2 separate regions of the Mus musculus genome follow, and region 2 is linked to region 1. A link is a contact called in public HiChIP or PLAC-seq data. All regions are on one chromosome and are shown on one strand. Each heading gives the region's core, a stretch centred on a gene start, on an enhancer-like site or on the middle of the called end of the contact. The rest is flanking DNA. Distances are from core to core; before and after follow the strand shown.

Region 1 (5,062 bases), core at 1,492-3,991:
TGAGGTTTAAATGCTGACCTCCATTTTAAATCTTGTTATGTCTTCTCTTCTCACCTCTCCTAGCATCCTGAGACAGGGGCTTGGCTGTGATGATCTAATTTTATAGTCCAGAAAATGGAACACACAACTCAAAGTATTGAAATATATCATCTCAAAGATAGAAATCCCACATTTTGTCACTTTTTACAGTTTGTATGAGCCCAGTTACTAACCCCTGGCATGCCTTGTCCTTTCAGGTACCACGAGGCCTTGCCGCCCTTCCTGCGCTGCTTTACCGTCGGGTGGATCTACACAAGGATTTCCTCTCGGGCTGTTGAAGTCCTAGAGAGGCTTCACATGTACGAGGTTAGAGCACCCTCCTCCACCCTTCACTGGGAAGGCTCGCTGGCCATGCACAGAGCCTGGGAGGAGCCCATTCAGCTTACCTGGGTCTCGGAGCTTGGTGGGAGACTCAGTTACCCTAGATCTTGTGGGTAAAAAGCTCGTACCCCCTTGTCATCTGTGGGGTATTGTCTAGAGATGTAGCTGCAAATAATAATTTGGTGACATCCTTAGCTTAAGACATCCCAGAGTTCCCTTTTACTGTGTCTGGTATTTCTGTATTAGTATATGCTTTTTACAACGGGAAAATGGCAAGCTGGGTCTTTGACTTAGCTCCCCTGAATCCCAGGACGATCCATGGACAAGATGCCGCATCTGTCATTCGGAAGCTCTTAAAGCTCCCCCATTTCACAAGGAACGTATTAGAGTTGACAAGATTTAAAGGTAAAGCAAAGTTGGAAATTAAATTAATTCAAGGTGTTTCCCTTATCTTAAGAAAGATTCCCTTTGACATTGTTAGGTGGCTTTGTTGGGTACACAGCTGGGGCAGGGTGAAGGTCAGGGGCACCTGGTTTGCTGTTTTTACTCTGGGAAGACAGGAGCATTCTCCTGGCAAGTTATGCTTCATCAGTTGTGTTGAAGTTTCTGACTCACAGCCAGATCCCAGACTGAAGGACTCCTCTCCCTTCCTCTGTCCCTTTCCATCTGTCCTTCCTGACAGACAGCGTGCCTCAAATCTCAGAGGGTCTAGAGCCTGCTGGCTTCCCAGAGTGTCAGGGTATGGCAGCACCAGCCAGTGCTTAGCTCCCTGTACATAGCCAGGACCCTGGGTGGCTGGGCTGCCAGAGGTGACGTGGAGAAGACCAGCACCTGCCCACAGACTCTGAGGGCTCAGCATCACTAGGCAGAGACCTGGGGTCAAGTACAGGTGCTCAGGCAGCTATGGTCATACAGGAGAACATCTCAAACTGCTGCCTGTCAGGGCTGGTCCTTGGCCTTCACTGCAGATGGACCTCAGCAACCCTGTTGGCGTCTGACTGTGATTAGAACCCATGTTCCCAGCATCTAACCACCTTTCTTTTCATTGTTGCCATAGGAAGCTGTCAAGGAACTTGAAAACCTCTTGTCTCAGAAAATCTATTGTCCTGACAGCAGAGGCCGCTGGTGGGATCGCCTGGCTCTTAACCTGCACCAGCACCTGAAGCGTCTGGAAGAGGTACTGGCAGCATACCCCGCTGCTTATTTGGTTCTTAATGGCAAACTCTAAGTGCTTCAGCACCGGGGATGGAACTCAAGGCATAGTTAAACAAACACTTGGCCACTGAGCTACCAAAGCCTACGAAAGCACCTTCCTTTAATTAGCTTATTTGTTTGTTGGAGGGGTACAGTTTCACTGTGTAACTCTGTCTGTCTGTCTGTCAGAACAGAGTTTCACTGTGTAGCTCTGGCTGTCCTAGAACTCACCATGTATAGCAGGCTGGCTTCAAGTACCCAGAGATCCACCTGCTTCTGCTTCTCCGTTGCTGATGTAAAAGGCGTGCACCGTACTGGCCATTTATTTTACTTTAATTAAAATGTAATTGCACCACTTCCCCCTTTCCTTCTCCTTTCCCATTAATTTCTGTGTTAGTGCTATCACCAAAAAAGTAATTTATGGTCCTGAGAAAAAATAGTAAAATGTATGGTTTTTATTAATAGTGATGTATTTCTCTATAACACATGGAAAAATTACTCCAGATAAAAACAAAAGCCTTTAAATATTTAGTTTTTATAAAAAACTTTAGAAACCACTAATATAACAAATGTGATAGTCAAATCAAAACTTAATAAATGAAATTTCCAAATATAATTAGAAGATATTTTTCCTTTGGCTAACATTCTTTGATTTCTTCCAACCTCATCCCCTACCCCAGGAAAGCAGGGGTAATTCTAACACTAGCATTAAATGAAGGCAGGAGATGTCTGTCTGCTCTGAGTGGAAGAGGAAAGGGGTTGATAGTGGGCTCCAGGAAATGCAATCAAGGAGAGAGAGGACCGGTGTGTCTCAGCTGTCTGCAGGTTCATAGTGGTTCTCTTCTGTCTCTGTCCTCTCTCTCTCTCTGTGTCTCTGTCTGTCTCTGTGTCTCAGCCACAGTCTGGGCTGGAGATGGTGGCTTAATAGACTTGTTGCTCAGTGCTTCTTGTTACAAAGGCTGATGGGAGTCAGTCTCTCCCTTTTCTCACTGCAGGTGCTTGAAGAGTATCCTCTGTGCTTCTGCAGGGCATTTTGCCCCATCTCTGAACAGGCCACCTTCTCTGGCAGGCCCCAGGGAACTTGGGGACTTGAAATAGACAGATCCTGTCACTCCTGTGGCTGGGCAGGGTGGGGCCTTTGAGGCCACTGCCTCTGAGCCAGGCTGGTAACAGTGACTCTTTGTGTGGCGGCCTGTGGGTTCCCTCCCCGACTGTCTCCATTCCAGCCCCGTGTTTGAACTGAATGGAAGGGACTGTGTCTCAGGGAGGATTTGTTTTTCCAGTGGTACATTTAGTGAATCTGGGGGAAAGAGGGCTGGAAAAAATTGCCCATGGAATGTGGAGGTATGCCGTAGGATTTTTTTCACAGCTTTCTACTAAACCAGCACCTTGTTGCCTCTGGTGCCCATGAAAAGCCAACGGAAACTGATCTCTGTCCTGGAGGTGGGAATGGGGCCTCTTCCTCCTGCTGCACGCTAAGGCTTGCATAGCAGGGCGGGGCTGACCAGCACCCAGCCTGGGAAGGCGAGCACGTGTGTCTGTTGTGCTACCTCTCGGCTCTCACTGTACTCATGGCCGAGGATGTTACTCATCCCTCCTTGTTCACAGTTCTGCAGACCTTTGCCGCAGTCATAGGGCCAGACAGGCCGCTGAGCTCATTGTTCATGGATGCTAAGAAAGTTCTAGTTCCTTTTAACCCTTTCCCAGTGCATTAGTACCATCCACACAGCTCCTGTTACCCTGTGCCCACATCCTCTGTCTTCTGTGTCTTCTGTCTGTCTGCAGGGCACACGTGCAGGGACACACCCCTCCCCACGCCAGGTCCCCTCTCCAGGACCAGCATACGCGGCAGGGTCCTGCTCGCCCGTCTCGGTTCCTTTACACCCATCATTAGTTCCCCAGGCTTGAGCTTCCGTTTGTTCCTCGGGCTTTGGTTTCGTTTTGTTTTTAAGTTTTTCTTTAAAGTTTTAAAGTATATTTAGAATGTGTATGCATGTGCGTGTGCACATGGGCAGGTCAGAGGTGAACTTGTGGGGAGTCATTTCTCTCCTCCCACCATATGGGTCCCAGGACTAAATTTGAGTTTTCAGGCTTGGCTGCAGTGGGTTTACCTACTGCGCCATCCTGCCCGTCTCTCATTTTTCTATTAGGATAAAATGTGTGCAAAGTTTGCCCTTTACGCCACTTTAGATATGATTCTGTGGTGTGTGTTATACTTACATTGTTGTACCTGTTTAGTTATTAGTGCAAACGAAAAGACTGAGGTCTTTGCCCATTTCTACCCTCCCCCTCGGGTTCCATAGGCTTCCTGCTTCCTCGCTGTTTTGGGAGTAGAGTTAAACTTAGCCTTTCTGCCTCTTTAACTCTGTGTGTGTGTGTGTATCTCTGTGTTTTTTTCTGTATATGGCCATATCTGTATGTCTGTTTTTATGTGTGTAGGTATCTGTGTGTTTATTTGTGTGTGTGTGTGTGTATCTTTGTGTATTTCTGTGTGTGTTTCTGTATTTGTGTGTGTATCTGTATGTGTATTTGTGTGAATATCTGTGTGTATCTGTATCTGTGTGTGGACATTTGTGTGTGTTTGTGTGTGTGTGTGTGTATATCTATGTGTGTGTATCTGTGTGTTTTTCTGTATATGGGCATATCTGTATGTCTGTTTTTATGTGTGTAGGTATCTGTGTGTTTATTTGTGTGTGTGTGTGTATATCTGTGTATGAATATCTGTGTGTATTTCTCTGTGCATTTGTGTATCTGTGTGTATCTGTGCATGAATATCTGCATGTGTATCTGTGTGTGTGTGTGTGTTCTGCGCGTGACCGTGCTTATGCAGGTGCCACAGTGTGCATGTGGAGATCAGGAGGACAACCTCAGGTGGTGGGCCTCAGCTTTCACCGTGTTGGAGGCAGGTCTGGTTCACTGCAGCATGGCCCAGGCTAGCTGGTCCTTCTCCTGTTTCCCCTCCTCTTGCTGCAGGAATACTAGGACTACAAAAGAATGGTCGCTGCTGTGCCCTGGTTCTCATGCATTCCGAGGATTCCTCACTCTTGGGCACCAAGTGCTTTACCTACAGAGCTGTCTCCCTGGGCTCCTGCCCATGGAAGCTGACAATGTCTGGCTCTTTTTAACCTTTTTCCAACAATCCTGCTGGCCACCCTCATGGCCCGGTTTCCTGGTTCATTTGCCTTGGTGTTTGCATCAGAGTTCCATCGTTACTCCAGCATGTTGTGACTTCATTTGTTGTCAGCGATGAATGATGGATGAATGATGGATGTGGTGTGGCGTGTACAGTCACCTGTAAATGGATTCTCAGGCTCCCTCCGCCCTTTGGCTGTTGGGAATATTGCTGCTGTGGATGTGGGTATGGAGTAATTCTCAAGTGCCTATTTTCAATTCTTTAGGGATGGATCTAGGAACGTACCTCCTGTGGCAACTTTATGTTTGGCTCTTTAAAAGCTGCCAGACTGAGGGCTATAGAGCTGTCTCATCAGTTAAGAGCACTGACCATTTG
Region 2 (5,062 bases), core at 1,348-3,847, 340 kb before region 1:
CACCTTTACACAAACTAGAAAAGAAGAAACACCTCCATCAGAATGCCTATGGATAAACCTGGAAGGCATTTTCTTGGTTAATGATTGCTACAGGAGAACCGATCCCATTGTGGGTGGTACCATCCCTGGGATGGTGGTCCTGAGTTTTATAAGCAGGCTGAGAAAGCCATGAAATGCAAGCAGCATCTCTCCATGCCCTCTCTATCAGCTCCTGCTTTGAATTCCTGCTTTGGTTTCCCCTGTTGATGGACTGTAACTTGTAAGAGGAAACTGGAGCCTTCTGAGCACGCACAGCAATCCAAAGCACAGGCAGATGCTACAGGTCATACACTCCACTTACTGTCACAATGAGCAACTTGCTTTCTACAGAGGCCAGACTAAAGCAGTGTCTATTATAAATTCATCCTCCATGTGTGGGAAGGAATCATCTGACTGACTCCTTCTGTGCCCCAAAGAGGTAGACTGACAGCTGATGGGTCACCTGTGTCTTAATAACTATGGAGACGGTGAGAATGGAACAGTCCCAGTCCAAAGGAAAACAGGCTAAAGGAAACATGTAGCAAAATGCATGAAGCAGTCTATGAAATAGGAAAGGAAAAAAAATCCAAGACAGAGATAAGACGTGGGACCATACCTCATGGCCAAGAGAACACAGTAGGCAAGTTAGTGGTGCGGGAATGTAAAAGGGTCAACACAGACCCTTTTACAACAACATGTATCACTCAGGCCCTGGCCCTCAAGAAGTACAAAAGACAGAAAACACCATTCGTATGTAAAAAGATGTCTGTGCCAGTCTCACATATGGGAGAAAAGGCCACCCACCATCTGTGCCGTAATGATAGCTGTGTGCTCTATGTTCAGTCCTGGGGTCTTCAGGGAACACAGAGCACACGAAGACAGGTCTTTATGCTGCGTAGTGGTCCTGTGGGAAGTGCATGTCTCACATGTATACCATGTACTTACAGTGGCCGAAGGATGTTCCTCAGGACAGCCTAAACATCCTGCACAAAATGACTGAGAGAATCCCTGGGTTCAGATTTGGGATGAGACTGTAACATGAGAATTCATGTATGTTTTCTAATGAAAAGCGGGGGTTGGGGGGTAACCTAACACACTTGTGCTTTGATCGTGGCCTGTCTCAGGGTGGTGGTGTGATAGTTTCTGCTATAGCCTTATGTCAGCACTCAAGAAACCAGCTTTAGAGTATTTAGGACTCTATTTCAGATTAGAGACACTCAAACCATACTTCAAAAACTAACACTGACTATAATTTTTAAGCTTTAAAACAAGTAGGGGAGAGATAAGGGATGCTACCATGTCCCTCCAGTTGGACTTCCACAGCAATGCTTCTCCGATTTGAATGTGCCATCTTGTTGAATTGCAAACAGGTAGTTCTGGGGTGCCCCCTGTTGGGCCCATGTTATAGGCCAAGGGCAAGTTTTACAGAGAAAGTCTACCAGGAGGCCAGGGTGGTTGCTCCAACCCACCCCCGCAACCCCCTGCCTCCTGATTCATTTCTGCTGTAACATTGGTTCTAGGCAGTGCCGCACTAAACACACAGATGGGGCTCCAGGAACTGGGTAGGGGCCTCAGACACTCTGACTCTGACTCTCTGTCCTAGACCAGGCTTTTGATTGTTCCTGGCACAGCTTGTCTGTCCCCAGGGGAGTAAGATTCCTTTTAGGAACACAGCTGTGATTTCAAATGAAGCACCTTCGAAGTATCCAGCGCTGTGCATTTTCTAGAGAATCTGGTTTCCAAGGTGATTCCAGTGGATATTTATGGCTCAATTTATTCACCAGTGGATGTTAATGGCCCAAATTCAGAATTCCTAGTGTGAGATGAGCAACTCGGGACAACAGGATATACAACTCATCTGCATGGCAAGACCCAACAGAGCCTTCCAGAGGAGCACACAGCTCGTTCATTCCTGGGGGCCTGGGCAGTCTGGAGCTAGGTCCTCTAGGCTCTCTCTGGACAGGATTAGTCCATGGATGGACAGACAAACTAATGAATGCATGACTACAAAAGCAATAATAACAAAACAACAAAAGAACCGAATATAATCATTAACTGGCTCTCAGAAGTTTTTCCAATGTCTTGGCTAAGAACATTGCTTTAAGGACACCGTGGGCTGAGAGATTGAAGTACCTGCTTTTCCATTCAACACCTTTCTCTGAAAGAACAGATTTCATTTTTGTCTCCCATGATGGCTTGAGACGTCCCCCAGTTCCACCTGCCACCAACACTCATTTATTTAACCATTTGCATTCACACACACACACACACACACACGCACACGCACACACACACGCACACGCGCGCACATGTATGCGCGTGCCCCAAGCACTCTAATCCAAAGGTCTATGGAATTCTATTCACCTTCATTCATTCATCTGGTTATCATGAAGGAAAGTGAAACACAACAGAACAGCACCCAGGTGTTCTAACTCCGTACCAGGTTCCAAGATAATTTTTTTCCTGACGGACCTTTGATGGGGAGGCCACTTATTACAACAAAGCACAGTGTGTCACATGATCTACGACCCACGCCCATTCCTGCAGTGCCATCGCTGTTGTTGGGGAGAAGCTCGTGTTCTGAAAACGAATGAATAAAAATGTGGGTATTTTGGCCTGAAGCCCAGACCAGAGTCCCAAGCCCCTGCCTCCAACATTTACGAGTACAATAGAGTTTATGCCTCACAGTATGCCCCTCCCCATGAAGGCAGAACTGCTGTCGATGACAGGGCACCCCAAAAGTGAAGTCAGCTGGCAATTACTAACTCAATGAGAATAAAAGGCACCGAAATGTGTGGCGAATCCCATAGCAAATCAACGTGATTTACATTCCAAGCACCAGCTTTCACCCCTGTGTGTGTGTGTGTGTGTGTGTGTGTTCAATTCAGTATGTATTGAATAAATATTCAAACTCATGAAATCTTCTGGGGGAAAATAATTAAGGCTTTACAAACCAGGAAAGCTGTCCATATAATGGGCCAAAGAGAAGTCCTTTATACAAATCCAGTAATTACATCTCCCTGTACACGCTCACAGTGATTTCTTTTTCTGTTTTGTGTGGGGGTGGGGTGGGATGGTGGTTTTTCAGATGTGTTTATTAGACTACATACTTGCTTTGATGTAACTGAAATAAAGAATGATTGTGGTTCTATCCCTCGTGTTAGTATGCACTTCTTCTCTATGACTTGGTCACATTTCGAAATAGTGATTTCTTTTTCCAAGACAGTAGTTTCTCACAACTAAGCGCCCATGGGGTCAAGATGGCTTTGGAGACGTTGCAATGGGCACTGTGAGGTAGGGAAGTATGTGAATGCCTGCATCCCTTTACTGCCATCCTGACCAGGGTCCTGATGGCCTGAGGAGGCCACCTCAGGGAATCAGAAGAGTAGCATGGATCCTCTCCTATCGTGAGCTGAGTCAGGCAGTGGAATACAGCCTGGGTTCAGGGCATTTCCTAGGAGATCAGAGCTGCCAATCAGCCCTTTGGTGGTATGGGTTCCTGAATTTAAGGGATGGATTCCTTAAGGTGACAAGACATTCCTTGATCATCACAGTTACTGAACAATTAACTTAATTCACAGTGTCAACTGGATAGTTGCTAGCTCCCCCTACCCCACCCCACCCCTCCACCTGTCATCACCCCCACCCCCACCATGGGCTTCACTACCTACTGGGTGATATCATACTCTCTAGGGCCACCCCTTCCCTGGAGGTAGTTAAGGCATACCTGCTCTTGGGGCCACTTTGGCCTCTCCTCTGGGGTCCTGGTCTTGGTCTTGAGTCCTCTCTGGAGGTCTCCAGGGTGCTTAACCTCAGGGGGAAGGTTCAGCGACTTGGGCCTTGCTTCTTGCCTACCGGGTCCATGGCCAGTGTCACTGGGTGGACAGGCCTCAGTGGAATCCCCGGGATCCAGCTCCGGCATGTGCTCAGGGCTGGCCTCGCTGGCACTGGTAATACTGGTCATGCTCAGGCTCATCTTGATCTCAGCCACTATCTGGTCGATGTCTTCCTCCTGCTCCTCTAGGTCCCCATCCCCACGCCTCATGCGATAGGGGGAGGCGCCACCTGTGTTCCCATTGGTCTCTGGGGGGTAATAGTCCTGGTAGCTCTCCTTGCTGGAACAGTAGTGGCCATCTTCTTCCTGGTCATGGACCTCCAGGACAGTAGGGTCATCCTCTGGGATAGGCAGGTGGCCATCTGGGTACTCCTGGCTGTTTTCAGCCCCGTGGCTATGAGTATGAGGGCCCACTGAGTCCGTCCAGTCCTCCACCGCCTCCTGACACTCATCGGTGTCCACGGGATGTGCACCGTGTGCTATGTATTCCTCCCCATTACAGTCCATGCCCTCCAGGTAGCTGTCATCCTCAGGACAGTAGCGGATGTAGTAGGTGACACCCTCCTCCTCCTCAGGGAGGCCCTCGTCATAGTCCTCCTCCTCAGATGTGTTGTTCACATAGTCAGAGCTGGAGTCCCCATCAGGACTATGGTTGTGGCACTCCTGTTCCTCGGGCGTGGGGCTCTCTGGCCTCAGAGTGCCCAGCTCCAGGCCTGTGGGTACATAGCTCTCCAGAGGCAGTTCTGTGTCCTCACTCTCAGGCTCCTGGTCATGGGGGATAGGACCTGGCCTGGCCCTGTGGTCCAGCATGCTGCTTGCAGTGCTCTGACGCTTGCGGTGGGCCATGGCAGACGCTCACACAGCCATTGTTACCTGGAAGCAGCCACTGTGGAAAGGAAGGCAGAGAGAGCCTCACATTAGACCATGGCCAACCTAAGACATGTGCCACTTGCTATGTGAACAAAACCACATTGCTATATTTTGACAGCATACACTGTGACAGCTGTTGACCCCAACACACCACATAAAGACAGCCCTGGACAGTCCTGGACTTACTATGAGGACACATCCTGATACAGTTGCACTTATATATAGTATCTGATATGAGATATATCAAATTATATATAGTTTTGTTTTGTTTTTTGCTTTTAGTTTTTGAGACAGAGTTTTTCTATGTAGCCCTGGCCATCCTGGAACTCCCTCTGTAGA

The links. HiChIP or PLAC-seq counts read pairs in DNA pulled down with a chosen protein or histone mark.
Region 2: an H3K27ac HiChIP or PLAC-seq map of oligodendrocyte precursor cells shows a contact between it and region 1, with 3 times the contacts expected there. The contact joins two enhancer-like sites. A contact is called at or near these places in 1 of 39 promoter capture datasets (hippocampal neurons) and 2 of 115 datasets of contacts at active chromatin or transcription factors (embryonic forebrain and oligodendrocyte precursor cells).

The regions. Positions count from the first base shown.
Region 1 is chr7:64,358,415-64,363,476 of GRCm38.p6, reverse strand. Fan1 (FANCD2/FANCI-associated nuclease 1) reads left to right here. Exons shown (of 14, transcript NM_177893.4): 7 at 237-345; 8 at 1,418-1,537. Among named protein-coding and RNA genes, the nearest start is that of Fan1, 13 kb to the left of the region's middle. Within about 2 kb of position 2,741, at least 81 of the 459 cell types and tissues checked have an H3K27ac peak or open chromatin away from gene starts, as enhancers often do. A contact at or near this core is called in oligodendrocyte precursor cells, where this site is marked.
Region 2 is chr7:64,694,701-64,699,762 of GRCm38.p6, reverse strand. It overlaps Apba2 (amyloid beta (A4) precursor protein-binding, family A, member 2), which reads right to left. Exons shown (of 15, transcript NM_001291166.1): 4 at 3,746-4,739. The coding sequence starts at 4,699. Among named protein-coding and RNA genes, the nearest start is that of Nsmce3, 180 kb to the left of the region's middle. Within about 2 kb of position 2,597, at least 30 of the 459 cell types and tissues checked have an H3K27ac peak or open chromatin away from gene starts, as enhancers often do. A contact at or near this core is called in oligodendrocyte precursor cells, where this site is marked.